Regions from separate parts of the Sus scrofa genome. Here region 2 is linked to region 1. A link is a contact called in public HiChIP or PLAC-seq data. All regions are on one chromosome and are shown on one strand. Each heading gives the region's core, a stretch centred on a gene start, on an enhancer-like site or on the middle of the called end of the contact. The rest is flanking DNA. Distances are from core to core; before and after follow the strand shown.

Region 1 (4,630 bases), core at 1,224-3,723:
CACCTCAGAATATACCCCCGCCAGGTTACTGAGCAATGTTGACTTCCCCACAGATGGAAAACCCACAAACCCAATCCGAGCATCACCTGTCTTGGCAACATCAAATCCTAAAACATCAATAAATACAAAAAAGACAAGAAACGTTATCCCCGGGAGTGTGGAGACTCACGTAATTCCTTTTACTTTCTGGATACCTATCCCTCTAGAACCTATTTATCCAATTTTTTACAGTCTATCTCTAGAGTAGAACTTAAGCACACAAAACTCCCCATAGTAATTCACAATATTTAATGGAGTGTTTGATGTAAAAAGTTTATACTTCTACCTCTTAAACTGTTATATATCTTTCTAGTATATAACTAATATTTCTAGCCCAAATGTTATATAAAAATTGATCTAAAAAATTAGTTTCTTTCTCTCTCTCTCTTTTTTTTTTTTTTTTGGCAGCCCCTGTGGCAGGTGGAAGTTCCTGGGCCAGGGATTGAACTGGGACCAGAGTAGTGACCCAAGCCACTACAGTGAAAATGCCAGATCCTTAACCCACTGTGCCACAAGATAACTTTTTTTTTTCTTACAAACCTTGGGAACTGCGTGACTGAGTTTTCTTTCTTTTTTTTTTTTTTGTCTTTTGTTGTTGTTGTTATTGTTGTTGTTGTTGCTATTTCTTGGGCCACTCCCTCGGCATATGGAGGTTCCCAGGCTAGGGGTTGAATCAGAGCTGTAGCCACCGGCCTACGCCAGAGCCACAGCAACACGGGATCCGAGCCGCGTCTGCAACCTACACCACAGCTCACGGCAACGCCAGATCGTTAACCCACTGAGCAAGGGCAGGGACCAAACCCGCAACCTCATGGTTCCTAGTCGGATTCGTTAACCACTGCGCCACAACGGGAACTCCGAGTTTTCTTTCTTACAATGGGTTCCAAACAAAGCCAAATTTGTGGCCCTTCTCTAGGAAGTGTACAGACCTTATGACTACTTTTGGTCCTAATTTTATCTCTCTTGGCTTCAACTTATTCTTTCTACCTTCATTTCCCTTTGCATCAATTCCTTTATCTTGTTGACTATTTATTTACATATTTCAGTAAACCTATGTAAATCTACTTTGGATCAGTACAGGATATACATAAATAAAACCCTGTTCACTTGGAGAATATTTGCCTTTGAAATCAGTAGAATAAACACAATTTAAGAATTTAAGCTTAGAAAATACTAATCTACTTTGATAGAAAATTTTTAATTATTTTTAAACCATACATTTTTACAGTTTTAATAATAAAAAAAAAAAGTACACCAAATAAAGAAAAAAGTTGAAGAAAAACACAAACCTTCTCCTGGCCCACCACCACCACCACCTTTTGGAGTAATGAGTTCCCTGCGAAGCTTAGCAAGGCGAGCCTTAAGCAGCCCTAGGTGGTGTGCTGTGGCCTTGTTCTTTTGAGTCCGAGCCATCTACAAGAGAGGAATCACAGCCATAAATCAGAAGCAGTTCCTACAAGGTAAAATATCCAGAATGAATGCCCCCCAGCTCACAGAATTGTGTTGTGGGTTTTTTTTTTGTTTGTTTTTTTTTTGGTCCATTTCTGCACTGCTGTCTTTTAAATTATAGTTGATTTACAATGTTGTGAGAATTCTTAGAATTCCCGCTTATGTTAATACACTCGTTTTAAGTCAGACTTATAAAAATAAAAATCCATTCACTCCATGACCCAGACCATTCCCCTCACTACAAAGAACTGAGGCCTAAAGAGAAGAAACATGACTAAGTTCATTACAATCAGCCTTCATAGATTAGATTAAAACAGCTGCTGATTCCTTTCCAACTGTTCATGGGTACCTGGTGTGACCCAATTGATTTTAAAGAACTCCGAGCACTTGCGACAAAAGAATCACAGAACAATCCAGGTGGAATCAACAGCTACCACAGACGACAATTTACTTCCAGATCCTATTCCCAGGATCAATACTCTGGGAAAGGAGATCATTAAAGCAGAGTTTGGAGGGGGTCCGAGGGATAAGGAAAGATACCGAATGAAGTACGTGATCAGGTCAGGGCTGAAGTGGGGGGATTAAGTGTTGCTCACAGAAAAGCCAGAAAAAACTAAAACGAAGTTCAGAAAGGAGTCGAACACTGGAAGAGGCGGGGGTATGGAACGTGGAACCGAGAAGAGGGAAGTCAAGGAAAGCGAGCCAAGGCTGAGGGGAATCGGGGAACGCGGCCCGGTCCAGACTCGGCTGAAGGAAGTTCAAGCATGAGCTACGGCCCGAAGAGGAACGCTCAGACGGACTTTTCGAGTGCCCATTACCTCGGCTTCGATCTCCGCGATCTTGGCTAAGGTGCTGCTCATGGTGACGAGTCGCACGGGGAACAGCTAGGTCCACACAGGTCTACCCTCTTCACATACCCGGCGGCGAACCAGCCGCAACCACCAGGCGCTATAGGGGTGCGCAAGCGCGGGATTTCATTGCTGTCGCGAGAGTTCCGCGCGAGGCACACCGCGAGATGTAAGCATGAAGTGGCCTTTCTAGCCAACATTCCCGCCCCCCTCCGAGCCGGCGCGGTGTCATAGAGCCCGCGGGAGCCAGGGCCAGAGAGGCCGCCCCTGTCCGCATCTCCCGGAGCGCGCGGAGGGTCGCGCGCCGCTCGGCCCCGCCCCACTTCGCTGTAATTGCTCTCAGCGCGTGGTGTGTGATGAGCGACTCCTGGCGAGTAGCCCGCGGCTCTCAGACCCTGCTAAAAAGCGCCGTAGCGCCCACCACCCGTCTTCCTTTGCAGGACCGACGGGTCTTGGGGCCCCTTGCACAGCTGGGGAAACACGCTGGGGGACTCCTCAGCCTCCTGGGTTGATATAGAGACCGATCTTTAGCCTGTCTGGCCTTCTTTGGAAAAGAAGATGCCCTCTTTCCATCACTCTTAATTATTTTTAGATGTCTGTTTTGTTTACCTCCTCCCCTAGCGGAGTGCGTGGCACATGGTGAGCCCACAGTAAGTGCATGATTTAATGGGTAATTCCCAGAGAACCAGTACTTGCAACATAGCCTCTAATACTGAAAAATTCTTAACTATGTTAATGTTCATCAGTGGGGAAATGGATAGATAATGGTACTTCTATGCTGTGGAATATTATTCTAGCCGTTAAAACATAGATCTGTGTGGTCTGACTGGAAGGATGTCCAAGTCATATTGTGAAAAAGAAAAAAAAAAATGGGGGAGGAATTCCTGCTGTGGCTCAGTGGGTTAAGGGTCCAGTTGAGGAGAGGAGAGGGAAGGGGAGGGGAAATAGTAGTAGAACTGCACCTACTTTGTGATCCCATTGATGTTAGTTTTTTAATTAGATGTTTATATAAATATACCTGTCACAAAGTGCACTGCGAAATGATCTGAGTAAAGGGGTAAAATCTCAAGCTGTTAGCAGTGGGATGGGGTGTAAGGAAAGACAGAGAAAGCCTTTCACTTGTTATTCCACATATTATTGTGTTGTTCAATTTTTTTAAGATTAATGCATCTAAGTATTTGTGTAATCATAAAATTTTAAATTTCAAAAGATTCCTCTTCCCCAAGTATCTTGCGAAGAGGAAGCCACGACGTCCAGGAGCTGTGTGCTGATTTTGAAAGCTGCTTCATGTGGAATCAATGAATTCTTGTTGATAAATTGATTGACCTATCAGGATCCACAGGCCAGGCTTAACTTGCCTCCTCTCAGACCTCCACTCAGCCCTGGGAAGGAAGCTTATTTATTTAAATTTGTAAGTAAGAACCATTTCTACTTGCCAGAGACACAAAAGGAGGTCTTATAGGGCATAAGGGAGAGAATGGGAAAAGGAAAGCTTTTATGGAAGGTCCCCAAAGGGCTCAGGAATTTCTTTCTTTAACTTCAGCCTTTTCGTAACTAAATTAAGAGGTGATTGAGGTACTTAGATCCCACACCTTCAGTAATGTGGGAGGGAAGGAGAGGAGAGGAAGTCTACCTGGAATGTGAGGTTATCAAAGATCAGTCTTTTTTTTCTTTTTTTTTTTTTTGTCTTTTTACTATTTCTTTGGGCCGCTCCCGTAGCACATGGAGGTTCCCAGGCCAGGGGTCCAATCGGAGCTGTAGCCACCGGCCTACACCAGAGCCACAGCAACGCAGGATCCGAGCCGCGTCTGCAACTTACACCACAGCTCACGGCAACGCCGGATCCTTAACCCACTGAGCAAGGGCAGGGACCGAACCCGCAACCTCATGGTTCCTAGTCCGATTCGTTCACCACTGCGCCACGATGGGAACTCCCAAAGATCAGTCTTAAAGACAGATAAAATCAAATCAGCAGACCTCTCCTAACTTAGAGTACTTAAGAACAATATCAAAGCTGTCATGCGGCTGCGGGTACGTTCTCCTTAGCAAATCTGTCCTCTGTCCTGGGAAGCCTGCCACGAAATTATTCACTTAATTGCTCAAAGACACCCCAGGACCCACCATGAGGGACCCAGGCTGTCAGGATTGTGCCAAAAGGTAATACTGATCTTCCCCACAGTCCTGGGTGGCCATCTTACTCATCCAAAAATATTAACTGAGCTCCTGCTGGGGCTTGGTTCTGTACCAGAGCTGGGGACAGAGCAGAGAGTGAATCAGACACTGTTCCTACACTC
Region 2 (4,630 bases), core at 976-3,475, 290 kb before region 1:
GACCTACACCACAGTTCACAGCAACGCCAGATCTTTAACCCACTGAGCAAGGCCAGGGATTGAACCTGTGTCCTCACAGATTCTAGTCGTGTTTGTTAACCACTGAACCATGACGGGAGTCCTGACAAGTACTGAGATTTTAAAAAATTGTCTAAAGCTGGTCAAAGTTAGTGATGGCTGGAAGGGATAGCTACCCAGACTAGGGATCCAGTGGCCTTTATTCTGCAATAACTTATGGGATTATTTGTTTTTAGCTGCGTGGCTTTGCACAAGATATTTCTTTTTTCCTTAAATTTCTCCCCTCTCAGGTCGGAATACAAAGTGGTTGTTTTCATCCTCCCCAAGGTATTTGAGGGCCAAATGAGGTGAAGGACATGTTACATTAGATCTTTGAAATTAAAAACAAAAAATTAGAGCGCCATATAAATATAACCAAAAGCATGGATTTTATCAGGGAACTGGCTCTCCCCAACTTTTAAAGCATTGAATGATATAGATGGTGCTTCTTTGGGATCCCTTTGTGCTTAATACAGAGCTAGAAACAAGGCTGAGGCTATGGTGAGGTAGGTGAGGCTAATGAAGGCACTTGCCTTACTAAAGGCACAAAAAGTTAATGGGATGCCAGAAAACTCAGCAAGATAAACAATAATTTGATTAAAAAATAAGAATTAATACAAAAATCCACGTTTTTTAAAATAAAGACAAGATCAGTAATGGTGCTGTGCAGCCATATTAGAGCCTAAGGCAAAAGACAAACCAGTAATAATGGGTTTCTCTGATCCTCTTTTTTTTTTTTTTTGTCTTTTTCAGGGATGCACCCTCAACATATGGAGGTTCCCAGGCTAGGGGTTGAATGGGAGCTGGAGTCGTTGGCCTATGCCACAGCGGCACCAGATCTGAGCCATGTCTTTGACCTATACCACAGCTCATGGCAATGCCAGATGCTTAACCCGCTGAGTGAGGCCAGGGATGGAAGCTGTATCCTCATGGATACTAGTCAGAATTGTTTCTGCTGAGCAACGATGGGAACTCCATCAGGTCCTCTTTTGTAGGCATGTAGTTGCCTGAGAAAGAACTTGAGGACTTGGATACTGTAAACGTAGAAATATTTTAAAGTGAACTTCTAGTTAGTTCATCCTAACAGCATCTATAGTAGCCTATATTCTGGAAATATGGATTCAGCCTGTAAACAATACCGTTGGCACTTGGTTTTGTATGTCCCCAAGCCCTAACTAAAGCTTGGAAAGCCACTATGGCAGATAAAATGATACAAGTGTTGACTGGTTCAAAGACACTTTGACCAGAGAAGAGAGGATTGGAGTTCCCGTCATAGTGCAGTGGAAACGAATCCGACTAGGAACCATAAGGTTGAGGGTTCGATCCCTGGCCTTGCCTAATGGGTTAAGCATCTGGCGTTGCCATGAGCTGTAGTGTGGGCTGATGAAGCGGCTCGGATACTGCGTTGCTGAGGCTGTGGTATAGGCCAGGCAGCTGTAGTTCCGATTCGACCCCTAGCCTGGGAACCCCCATATGCCAAGGCTGTGGCCCTAAAACGCAAAAAAAAAGGGGGGGGTAGAATTATTGCCTCTTGCAAACCTCTAGCTCTCTAATCAGACAGGTTAATAACTCCAAGAAGCAACTGATTTCTGCTTAACAAAAGGTTCTGTGTCTTGGGGCGAGTTAATTGTATGCTCTGGACGTTTTCAATTTCCTCTTGAATAAACAGTCTTTTCCTTCCTTCAAATATCTGTTGAGTGTCTGCTTGTGCAAGACACTGCATTAGGTGCTGAGCATAGGTTGATGAACAAAACTAAGGCGCGAGGGACAGATAATAGAGTCAATAAATAGATGAACTGGCAGCTTCAGCTTGTGTTAAAGCTATGAAGAAATCGAAACAAGACGCTCTAAAGGAGATGGAGTAGGGGAATGGCATGATCTGAAACACTGATTCCAAGTATAAAATGATCTCTTGGGATGCCAAGGGAGAAGCCGGGAGGGCCCTGGAGTTGCAGTCATTCGGGCCGGAAAAAGGGACTGGATCACGGCGGTAACAGTGGAATCAGACGCTGACCCTGAGCTCAGCAGGAGCAGAGTTAAAAGGTGTGTTTCCCTTTAACAGTCCAGGCCTCAGGGGCGGGGCAGAGGGCGGCACAAGCTAACAGAGGGAGGGAGGTCCCACGCAGGAAGAGCCGTCCTTAGGAGTGCGCGCCCGCGCGCGCGCGGTGCGAAGGCGGGACTTGGGCGAGCCCGCATGGCTGGCCCGGGCCCGGATGAGGAAGTGCGGGGGGACCATAGAGACGAAGAGGCGGCGGCGGCCGGAGCGCCTCCGGGCTCGCGGGGCTCCGCAGGCTCAGTTAGACTTGGAGGCGTCGGGGCTGCGGCTGCAGAGGCTGGGCTGGCGGGGCGAGCGCGGGCCGCGGAGCAGGCCTCAGGGTAAGAAGCTGGGGAAGCGAAGGCTTCGGGCATATCCGCCCCGCCCCACTCCAGCTTGAGTCGACCCTCCGCCGGGCGGTGCAGGCTGAAGGGAGCCCGGGCCCCCCGCCTTCTCAGGGCGCTGAAGGGAACGCAGCTGTGCTGAGGACGCGGAGCGACCCGGGGAGAGGGAGGAGACCGGGCCCCGCGTTGCGAGAGGAAAACGGCTTCTCTGAGTCATGGCTCCGCGGGGAATGAGAGACTCCTGTTCGACCTCGATATGGCGAGGGACCCCCCAACTTCTCTCCTCCGGGAGGGCGACGCCCCTTGTCGTGGGCAAACGTGCTTCTCCTGCTCCAGTGCGCTTGTCAGCAAAGGGGGATCCGCTCCCGTGTGCGAGAGGGCGATTCCTAACTTATTTTAGGGGGGTGGGGTGGGGATCTCTCTTTTGGTCAGCGACTCCCAGGTGAGGAGACTCAACTTGCCTAAAAGTGACAGAAGGTTTTTTTTTTTACCCCCTGTAAGAGGGTGACCTACCTTTCCTCCTTATTTTTCGCCTTTACCCCGAGATACAGAGAAGACGACCCTGAATTTACTTTGTGGTGGTGGAAGTCAGCCTTTCTCCCCTCCCCCAGTCCCATCCACAGAGGGAGCCTCGCTTCTCTGCTCCCGAGTCTCTTGGTGTGTCTTGAGCTCTCTTCCCTTGCACAATGAAGAGCCCTGCGTTTGGAGTGTGATGGATGCCAGCCTGTGTCTCCCAGTTCCCATCTTTGTGACCTTGACTAATTGCTTCACCTTTTCTCAGTCACCCCATCTCTAATTTGGGTACTCTTTTCCGAGAATTGTCCTAATGGCTAAAGGAAATTTTGTGTGAGTGTGCTTAGTACGTTGTAACTTTTTGGCACATTGTTGCTATTACTGTTACTTATTTGTTTTTTAAAAAAGGTAACTAGTATCTTCCACAGAGAAACATTTTTCCATGCAGGCTCCTTCTATTCCCCTCCCCTCGCCCCCCGCCATCACTTTCTCTCAAGAGAGAAGGCTTTTCACCTGGGGCAGAGAAAGAGGCACTCCTTCTCTCTTACCTACCTTATTTCCCAAATTAACAAAGAAGGTCTCAATTAGAATAATGGCGGTGGCGGTGGGGAGAGGAGAATGTTTTTGGAAGCAGGTCTGTACTCCTAGAGGGAGATCTGTTACCAGAAGCCAGCCTTTCCTTTGTCCACAGAAACTACCATTCTTCGCTACTGGTCGGAGATGCCCTCTCTGTCTCCCTACTTGTTCTAGCAACAAAATAGCTTCCTTCTATCTCATCTGCACGGCCCCCTCTTCCAAAGACTCATCTTCCAACTACTTTCTCTTGCTTTCCCAGGAAAAATAAGACTCTATACCTTTGAGGGGAGGACTCTTTCCTGCTGTATATTTAGAGTGGCACAGATGGTTTCTTTTCTCCCCTTCTTTTGAAAAAGGAATGAAAATCTTTTATGCAGTCTTTGTCAGTAGAAGTCAGGAGCATTTTCACTGTTTCACTCCCCATGTGGAGACAGAGGGATCCTTTCCCTGCATGCTAATAAAGGGAAGAACAGGGAAGCAGTGCTTAGTGTTGTCGAGATTTCCTGTGGACTCCGTGTGGGAGAGCTGGGCCCTGTGTAGGATACCGATGTCCCTGCCCCACTTTCAGTTTGTCTAGAAATCTTGTTAAAAGAGTCTTCTTTCTCTGCTCAAGAAGAGGCCCCCTTCTCCGAATTCCCTCAGGGAGGGATTGGCTACAGTGTCCGAATCTTTGCAAAAGAAAGCCCCTTTCTCAAGGTGAAAGGAGTGTGAACTTCTGAAGGCCTGACCATTATTGTGAGTATTGTCCCTTGACACAAGTGGGGCAGTGCCTGGTGTTGTTATGCTGCCTTTCATTAAGAGCAGCCCCTTAGCTTTGGAATTAAAGGGAAGGGAGACCTCCACACTTGGGATTATTGAGGCATATGGTTTTTTGTTCTGCTGATTTCTTTGATTTTTTTTTCTTTTTTTGCTTACTGCTGTAAACTTTGTACTCTCAGAACTTGGGGGGTTCAGAGTCTTGGGGAGTGTTAAATTGACTAAAGTAGAAGTTGCCCCTTTGTCAGGTTTTTAGTATTAGAAAATGTATTATAATGAGGCTGAAAGCTGCAATGTTAATCTTTCACTGGTAGTTTCCCCCACCCTCCTCTTGGCTTTTGTTATTCAC

Evidence for each region. HiChIP or PLAC-seq counts read pairs in DNA pulled down with a chosen protein or histone mark.
Region 2: a contact with region 1 is called in an H3K27ac HiChIP or PLAC-seq map of alveolar macrophages. The contact joins the promoter of PRR14L here to the promoter of DRG1 in region 1. A contact is called at or near these places in 1 of 47 Hi-C or Micro-C datasets (heart right ventricle) and 1 of 2 datasets of contacts at active chromatin or transcription factors (alveolar macrophages).

The regions. Positions count from the first base shown.
Region 1 is chr14:48,124,650-48,129,279 of Sscrofa11.1, reverse strand. It overlaps DRG1 (developmentally-regulated GTP-binding protein 1), which reads right to left and starts at 2,473. Exons shown (of 9, transcript XM_001927253.5): 1 at 2,307-2,473; 2 at 1,329-1,452; 3 at 1-107. The coding sequence starts at 2,348.
Region 2 is chr14:48,415,835-48,420,464 of Sscrofa11.1, reverse strand. It overlaps PRR14L (protein PRR14L), which reads left to right and starts at 2,225. Exons shown (of 8, transcript XM_021073914.1): 1 at 2,225-2,433.